Regions from separate parts of the Mus musculus genome. Here region 1 is linked to region 2. The links are chromatin contacts, called in public Hi-C maps. All regions are on one chromosome and are shown on one strand. Each heading gives the region's core, a stretch centred on a gene start, on an enhancer-like site or on the middle of the called end of the contact. The rest is flanking DNA. Distances are from core to core; before and after follow the strand shown. Region 1 overlaps Clmp (CXADR-like membrane protein). Region 2 has its middle 15 kb from the start of Gm39319.

What was found. Hi-C and Micro-C count contacts between places; a contact is called where the count stands out from the background.
Region 1: a Hi-C map of bone marrow-derived macrophages shows a contact between it and region 2, with 72 read pairs. The contact joins two enhancer-like sites. A contact is called at or near these places in 2 of 15 datasets of contacts at CTCF or cohesin (CD8 T cells and the NIH/3T3 cell line), 15 of 484 Hi-C or Micro-C datasets (alveolar type 2 cells, bone marrow-derived macrophages, colorectal tumor organoids and 10 more), 21 of 115 datasets of contacts at active chromatin or transcription factors (bone marrow-derived macrophages, craniofacial prominence, embryonic basal ganglia and 14 more) and 2 of 9 other capture datasets (adipose tissue and liver).

The regions. Positions count from the first base shown.
Region 1 is chr9:40,741,273-40,745,749 of GRCm38.p6, forward strand. The region is part of intron 1 of Clmp (CXADR-like membrane protein); the gene reads left to right. Among named protein-coding and RNA genes, the nearest start is that of Clmp, 57 kb to the left of the region's middle. Within about 2 kb of position 2,594, at least 115 of the 459 cell types and tissues checked have an H3K27ac peak or open chromatin away from gene starts, as enhancers often do. A contact at or near this core is called in adipose tissue, bone marrow-derived macrophages and microglia, where this site is marked.
Region 2 is chr9:40,649,459-40,653,989 of GRCm38.p6, forward strand. No RefSeq gene overlaps it. Among named protein-coding and RNA genes, the nearest start is that of Gm39319, 15 kb to the right of the region's middle. Within about 2 kb of position 2,308, at least 25 of the 459 cell types and tissues checked have an H3K27ac peak or open chromatin away from gene starts, as enhancers often do. A contact at or near this core is called in adipose tissue, bone marrow-derived macrophages and microglia, where this site is marked.

The DNA.
Region 1 (4,477 bases), core at 1,344-3,843, 92 kb after region 2:
CTGAGCCATCTCATCAGCCCCTCATTTTATATTTTTTAAATACAAGAAATTGAAGCCGGGAGTGGTGGCGCACACCTTTAATCCCAGCACTTGGGAGGCAGAGGCAGGCGGATTTCTGAGTTTGAGGCCAACCTGGTCTACAGAGTGAGTTCCAGGACAGCCAAAGCTACACAGAGAAACCCTGTCTTGAAAAACCAAAATAAATAAATAAATAAATAAATAAATAAATAAATAAATAAATAAATAAAATTTGAGCTGGTTGTGGTGGCACACACCTTTAATACCAGCAGAGGCAGAGGCAGGTAGATCTTTTGAGTTCAAGGTTAGCCTGGTTTACTGAGCAAAATCTCAGGATAGGAGAGCCAGGGCTCCATAGATAAACTCTGACTAGGAAAGAGAGAGAGGGGAGGGGAGGAGAGGAGGGAGGGAGGGAGGGAGGGAGGGAGGGAGGGAGGGAGGGAGGGAGGGAGGGAGGGAGGGAGGGAGGGGAAAAAGGAAAAGAAAGGAGAACTTGGTTTTACTTACTGACATTCAGAAAATGACACTCCAGGTGACTCTTTATTACACTATTAACTTAATCACTTAATCACTGGTCATGATGAAGAGACACCATGACCAAGGCAACTCTAATAAAAGAAGGAATGTAATTGTGGGTTTGCTTACAGTTTTAGAGGGTTGGTCCACTGTCATCACAGAGTGTCCTGGCAGTGCTAGAGCAGGAGCCAAGAGCTGCATCCAGGCAGAGGGAGAGATACTGGGCCTGACTGGGGCTTCTGAAGCCTCCACACCCACACTGGGGTGGGGGGATGTGTGTCAAGCATTCATAATATGAGGCTATGGAGGCCGTTGTCATTCCAACCACCACACACAGATTATATAACCATTCTGTAAGTCTAAGCATTCCTATCAGACTCCTCATGACTTTGCCTTTCTTTGTTTGTTGTTTCTTGGGACAGGGCCTCGCCATGTAGCTCAGGCTGACCCAGGATCTTTTCACATGTGCCAGTGCCAGCTTTAAGTGTCCCTTTGGAGAAGGACACGTGAGAAGATTATCCATTTTGGTTTTCTTGTGACTACTTGTATTCCCTTTAAGACGTTTACTGGCACCTGGCATTTGTCCAATAGATGCTTATCAAATGAATAGGAGATAGAAGGACATGACCAGATATCTAAGAAATGATTGAGAGTACATAGGTGTGGTGATATATACTGGCATTCTAAGTACTTGGGTTTAAGTAGCAGGAAGATTAGGAGTTCAAGACCAGCCTCGGGTAGATTAGTCCTTGTCTCAACACACACACACACACACACACACACACATACACACTCCACACCACACCACACCACACCACACCACACCACACCACACCACACACACACACACACACACCACACCACACCACATACACGGTGGGGTGGGTGGGGAGAGGGAGAACACAAAACAAGGGATTAGGGACCATGGCTTAGTTGGCCTATTACAGAGCCACAACTCAGGGGCTTAGAGATTTGGCCCCTCTAGGATCAGCAGACAGGCCCATTTGCTGGGTGAAATCCATTCCCGTCTCCTTTGATCTCACCTGTGACTCTACATCCCACCTGGAGTGATAAGAAGGGTTACAGCCCAAGAGAGCAGAAATAGATGTCTACCTGTGTCTGCCACAATCTCAAGGAATGGTACACCAGTCAGCTGGAAAATTGTAGGAAAAAAACAGATGCTTCCTGTTAAACCAAAAATAGCAGAGAGAGAGAGAGAGAGAGAGAGAGAGAGCAGAAACTCTGGCTGTTCTACCCTTATGTCCCCTTCGAATAGCTCACTCTTTCCCCCTTGCTCCTTTTTTCCCTTGTAATACAACCTTGATCAGTTTACTCCAACCAAAGACCCCACCTCAATCCTGCCTCTGTGACTTTGCAGTTGCCCTTCATCCCGTCTTCTGAAATGCCATGGTCCTTTGCAGGCCGGTCTTGCTTCCTCCCCTGACTTCACCATTCATTCATTACCATCTCCTGCAGGCTCCCATGGCCTTCAAAGTGATGCCACTTTTTATCAGTCTAACAAGCTTTTACAACTCTATTGGATGCTTCGTGAGGACAGGGAGAAGGGATCATGAGTCAATCCTGCTCGTGTCTTAGCCTGGAAAACACTGTATGGTCCAGTTGCTCATTCACTGGCTGTGACATTTGTCTGAGTGTGCCTGAATCCCCTGGCAGACCTTACCACCAATTTCTCACCCACAGGAATATCAGATTCCTCCCAGAGTTCTGCAGAGTTCATGGCCTCACAAAGGTCACAGCTGGAGACAAATGTGATATGCCCAGAAAAGCTGATTGCAAGACTGAAAACCATAGTGGTTTCTAAAGACCACAGAGAAAGGAAAAAAAAGAAAAGAAGAAGAAGGACTTAAACAAATATTTTTCCTAAGCAGACCTCAGTCTCTAGAAGGGTTTTCAAACTGCAGACACAGCAAAAGAAATGAGAGCTGAGAAAGCGAGAAAGCGCTGTGCTGGGCAGAACAGGGCTTCATTTACACTGTGGTGATGGCTGATCCGGGGGATTTCTGTGCTTCCGTAGCCTCTGAAAACCTCCGTTCCTTTTCCCCAGTCAGAACCAAAAAGACCCTAAGCTCAGAGAACCTGCTAAACTGAAAGAAGTGAAGAGGAAGTGAGAGCCTCCGAGGGACAAATAGAAAGAGAAAGGGGGGATTTTCTCTTGTGGTGTCTTAGGTAAAAAACGATAGTGCATTGGTGAGGCCAGGAGTCAGACCCCGGCATGGGGTCAGGAGATAGCAACGCTAGGCTCAATAGTGCTAGCTCTGGCTGTTTAGGACCACTTGAATCCAGGAGTTCAAGGGTAGCTGGGTGTCATAGTGAGACCTTGTCTTATAATTAAATAAATGTTGGGGGCTGAGGCAGGAGGATGGTCAGTTTGAGGCCATCATGAGCTATATAGCAAGACCCAATATTGGAAAAACAGACTACTGACTGACTGACTGACAGTCTGTGGAGAAGCAGAGCCTAATGGGAAAGGGAGCTCACTCTGCTCTCATGCTGAGCAGAGGATGTTGCAAGAGCAAAGGTTCCCAGCCTTTGTCAACAAAGTGTCAACAACCAGGATCCAACGGAAGCTGCTGAGCACAAGGAGCGGCTGTCCTCTTCTCCAAGGACTGTCCCCTGTGGTGCAGAGCTGGGCATCAGGACAGCAAGCACCCTGGCAGTGGAGGGACTGAACTCAGCAAAGATGACTGTCAATACAGGAAGTGGGAGGATAGAGAGTCACAGGCAGAGCCAAGTCGTAGATGTTCTCAAAATTGAAACAGAGGAGATGCCTACCTGCCCTCCCTTCCAAATCACTTCCTGTAAGTAGCAGTGGATTGGACAGAAGTACTTTCCTATTTCTTCTCCCAGCTCCCATTAAGGTGAGAACAAAAGAGCAGAGTAGACAAGAGTCCCCAAGGACAAGAGAATAGGGAAGGAAATAAAAGCAGAGGAGAAATGTCAGCAAGTGTTAGCAATGAGAGCGTGCAGGAGAGAGACAACTGATGTGTGAGCTCATGGATAAAGACTTACAGGGAGCAAGCCAGTCCATCAAAGGACAGGAGTCTACCTGAGTACAGCAGACAGTGGAGCTGAGGCCTGGGCTCACAGCTGGGGCTAGGGGACCTGCTTTTAAAGGATAGTACACAGAGTGTGGTACTACATGTCCATAATCCCAGGGTTTGGGAGATAATGATAGAAGGATCGGAAGTCTAAAGCCAGCCTGGGTCACATGAGACCTTGCTTCTAAAAGGGGAGGGGAGGGGTAGTGTCTTAGTTAGGGTTTTACTGCTGTGAAAAGACATCATGACCAAGGCAAATCTTATAAGGACAACATTTAATTGGGACTGGCTTACAGGTTCAGAAGTTCAGTCCATTATCATCAAGGTAGGAACATGGCAGCATCCAGGCAGAGTCTTAAAGCCCACACCCACAGTGGCACACCTATTCCAACAAGGTCACACCTACTGCGACAAGGCCACACCTTCTAATAATGCCATTCCCTGGGCCAAGCATATTCAAACCATGGCAGGTAGTTAGATATCTAAGTTTCTGTTTCTACACTTCCATGTAGATGTCCCAAATCCTCTGTTATCCCAGTGGGGAAGTTTAGGAACTTAGACTCAGTGGCATCAGGTACAAGACAAAGCAAGCCAACCTGGAAGCAAAGCCAGAGTCTGTAGCTCTTTTCTCTGGGGTTGCTCTATGTAGTCATGGTTCAGACATTCCTCACCCACCTCCTGCCAACAGACAGCTGACCTCTGGGCAATGCTGGGTAGAGAGTCACAAACCAGTAATCTCAGCACTTGAGAGCAGAAGCAGGAGGACAGGGAGTTCAAGGCCAACCTCAGCCATCTAACCAATTCAAGTCTAGCCTATGCTTCATGAGACACTGGGTTACAGACAGCACCACTTAGAAATTCTGCAATGAAAAAGTCTACAGAGA
Region 2 (4,531 bases), core at 1,058-3,557:
ACGCAAAATGTTATGTCTGTAAGACAAGTGAGAAACACTCAACTAGAGAGAAAAAGTGTCCTTTGACCAGTCCCGTCCAGTCCGATAGGGAAGCTTTCACAGAGTGAAGGACATTGCACAAGGCCATAAGGATCAGGAATCTTTAGAAACTTGGCAAAGCAGGAAACAGAAGGACATTCCAGATGGAGCAAAGAATCTAAGCAAAAGCAGAAAGTAGGAGAGCCTGGGGCATGTACTTGGAACAGAGTAAGGTTCATTTTGCTGGGACACAAAGTCAGGGATGAAGAAAGAAGGGAGAGGGATGTTTGTGCAGTCTGGAAGATGAAGCAGTTCCAAAGTGATCCAGGACAGAGACATCAAACTACTGAATTCCCCTAATTTACATATTCATCAATGTCACCTAAGCCAGCCAATGATTCCTAGGTCACGGTCCCATGGCATGCTGCTGTACATTTCCTGTGGATCACCTTCCAACAGACACTTTTTTAAATTTAGCAAACATTTTAATACTGGAAATGTCTTTCATATTAAATTGGGAAGTTTTTTCTTTTCTTTCTTTCTTTCTTTCTTTCTTTTTTTTCAGTTTTGCAGTTTTTCAGCCTGGTGTATGCAAGGGTTTCCTAATTAATGCCTTGTTGGGAGTTTCCCACAGCATCTTGGCGGAAGACTGCTCTCTGCAGTCTCCTACCCACCACCGAGTCTTTCTCTGCAGTCACCTCATTACACAGTGGAAACTAGCCCCACACAAGTCAGCATCGCGCTGCACAGCCAAGGTCTGCAGCAACTTGGCCCCAGTGTTGCAATTGGAGACAATGTTCCAGGTGTGGAAAGAGAAAAGATATATTTGGATAGGGAAGCATTTGTCCCCACTGACAGCATCGCTCCAGTGCCTGGTCCTGTCATCAGACGACAGAAACATTCTTTCTGAGCTACAGTGAATTCTGAGCCTCGGGGTTTTCCTCTGTCTATGCTCATGGTGGTGGTGGGTATGTCTCGGGCAAAGGAGGCTGATATCACTTACCTTTCAAGAATAATAAACCTTAGGTATAAGTGGTTTACACTTAATGAATGATAATAACTTATTTTGAAAATTTTAATATATGTAACTTAGAATATATTTTACTATGTGTATATATTTACACGTGTAGACACCTATGCCCAGCCCAATAGATTAAAAGTGTGTGTGTGCTTGACAATGTCCTAATGCACAATTCCTAAGGAGACCAATGCCATGAGATAGACAAGATGCTCTCCCTAAGCCACACAGCAAACTGAAAGGATCCATTCCCTTCCCTTATCCCTGACTCTTTTCAACATAGAACAACACAGAACATATCCAAGTTCTCTGCAAAGCTATGTGGAGACTCATAGATGAAATCAGGAGATAGTGGGTAGGGTTCTGTGACAGAGATGGTAGGGATGAAGCAGTCAACTCTCTTTTGAGAACCATTTTGTCACCTAAGTCTGTCTAGGGCTTCTGTCCTTTCTCCAGGTGTGCCCCAGACACACCCGCCACCTCTGTGATGGCCTTTCAGGTGCATTTCTCCCCTCCCTTCTGGACTTCTTCGAATATTTTAAAAACCTTCAAAGTTGGGATTCTTTATTTGCATTCAAGATTTTAAGTAAAGTCTCTGAGGAGGCTTCCTCAAGACCAAGGTGTGTATCTTTTAATTCTTTGTCTCTCCATCACCCAGGGTTTTGTGAGCTCCTGTGACATATTCATAGTGAATAGACAGACTTTCAGAGTCAGGTCTAAGGATCGAGTCCAGCTATCCAGTCACACTGGGCTTAGCTGTAGTCAGATCTGGCGATGAGGGGTGGAGGAGAGAAGGTGACATGGGTCCTTAGTGGGTCAGGAGTAAATAGGTCATACCATACCCAGTCTAAGAGAACAGCCCCTAACCTCCACGGAGCTGCAAGTGTGTCCACAAGGTCCCTATCCTTGGGCTAGCAATTCTGCTGAGCAGACAGCTGCTCCAGCTGGCTTCCTTCCTCCTTTCTTCACATGCTAAGATTTGGGTCAAGAAGAGTAAAAACAGTAAGGCACGGCTTGGATGCCTCAGAGTAGGCAAATAAATCCAGTAGAAGAAAAATAAAAGAAAAACAAAAAGGGAGAACCAAGCCAGAAATCTTTGGTTAGAAGACTAGGTTTGGTAAGAGTAGCAACCAAGACCTCTATGGGATGACCTTGTCCGAGAATCCTGTGACCCAGGAAGCTGTAAGCAGCCTGACTGAAGTATTAAGCAATTAGATTATCAGACTAGGGAAATGTTGGGTCCCAAAGAAATGGGAATTCCCCTACAAATACCATGCTGGCAGAAGGGAAGGACCCCAAACAGAAGGAGAAGTTGTCTTCTGGAAAGTGTTCATACAGTTGTAATAACTAATTTGACCACCTCACAAGATGAGACTGAAGCCCAGACTACGATGAGCCAGTGGGGGCCACGATCACGCCTTGGCAGGGATGGCTTGGATGTGCACAGTCTTGGCTTCAGGATTTAGGAGTTCACTGGATCTCTGTTTCTCTTCCCAATCTGGTCGCATTAAATAAATTGCCTTTTAGACCCGGGCGTGGTGGTGCACGCCTTTAATCCCAGCACGTGGGAGGCAGAGGCAGGCGGATTTCTGAGCTCGAGGCCAACCTGGTCTACAGAGTGAGTTCCAGGATAGCCAGGGCTACACAGAGAAACCCTGTCTCGAAAAACCAATAAATAAATAAATAAATAAATAAATAAATAAATAAATAAATAAATAAATAAATTGCCTTTTCCTGCTTTCCACTTTTGTTTGTTTGGTTGGTTGGTTGGTTTGGTTTGGTTTGGTTTGGTTTGGTTTGGTTTGGTTTGGTTTAGAGACCGGATTTCTCTATAGTCCTGTCTGTTGTGGATCTCGCTCTGTAGACCAAGCTGGCCTCGAACTCAGAGGTCTGCCTGTCTCTGCCTCCCAAGTGCCGGGATTAAAGGCATGGCCACCACTACTCAGCTTCTGCTTCCCACTTTTAATTTGGCTTGTTGAAATTGCCTCAACAATAATGAGGTTGTGTGGGGAATTGCAGGCTGGTCTCCAGTCGAGCTGAGGTCTGAACCCCGATGGTCATAATTCACCTTCATGACACGGTAGGCGTTCCCTCATGCTCCTGGAACTCTGGCCCCTGCCTAAGGTACCACCTCTCACAGCCCCCACAAGAGAAGCATGGTCAGTAGTCACATAAGCAATGGCCCAAGCTTCTGACCTTCAGGCTACATGCCTCCCCAGTTACCAAGCAACAGTGAAGACCATAAAAGGGGTGCTCAGCCCCCACCTTGCTCTCTTATTCTCACTCCTTTGTCCTCTCACCTCTGCTTCTTCAAGTTCCACTGCCCACTCTGATCAGTGTTGGGAACTTCTGCCCCTATTCCCTCTCTCCTGCAACCCTGGGGCTTTAGCAAGGTACCTGGGGTTGGGGGGGAGGGGTGTCCCTGGTCGGGACTGCCCCTTTCTCCACCCCCTGCCACGTGGGCCAGGCATGCTCACGGGGCCAAGTGGAAAAGCGCCTGCAGTCTCCCCGCCTGCCCAGAGCACAGGAACTCTGGCCGGACGTGGCATATTTCTCCTTCCCTTTCTCCCCCAGCGTCCCCCCCCTCCCCCGCCTGCCCTTTATTTTGTTCCCAACAAGGTTGGGTGTCTGGACTTGACTTGGGCCACAATGGCCATCAAGTTTGATAACAAAACCAAGAGGATGTAACGAGGTAGTAGCTGAAGCAAGCCAAGTCATCGACTTAAGAAATGTGTGCCTGATCTTTTGAACTTGAAGGTCAGAACAGGTGACAGAGACCTTTCCACTGAACTTTACCCCTGATATCACCACGTGCACTTCATGTCTGAAGCAGTTTTGAGGAAAGGCAAGACAGTGGAATCCCGCTTGCATGTCGTCAGACTGATACTCAGCAGGGAAGTAGACAGAGCAGAAACACTTTCCAAAAGCCCACCTCCCTTCTGGGTGAGAAAGAGTCAGAGGCCCAAATTAAAGTGTTACCTTGTTTGCGAAGAAGTGTGGAGAAGTGCTGGGCCCTCTCCTAGCAATCGCAGTGAGCGGATGTATTTTCGTTTTGAGGTGTTAAACATCGCCAGAGAGAAACCGTTCTGTGGACATTCAGGTCAAATGCTACTATTTCGTTTTAACTCTTTAAAATTCTAGCCTAACAAAGACTCGTTCCATTTCCAGAACCACATAAAACCGGGTGTTACAGAAATGGAGCCAGGAGCTGAGAAGCCCAAGGCCAATTTGTGGCCAGTCTGGCCTATAAGAGTTTGTGAATGAGTAAGTGAGTGAGTGAGTGAGTGAGTGAATGAATGAATGAATGAATGAACGGTGAATGAGTGGATGGATGGATGGATGGATCAGGATTTTAGCCCAATTCATATGATGCTAAGCTGCAGCCCTAAAACTGACATAAACCTTCTCTAGACAGTTCATGCTGTTCTCTCAGAGGCTGTGTGCACAGAGATGAGACATCTAGCTAATACAGGCCTGGAGTTTCTGACAGTTGAT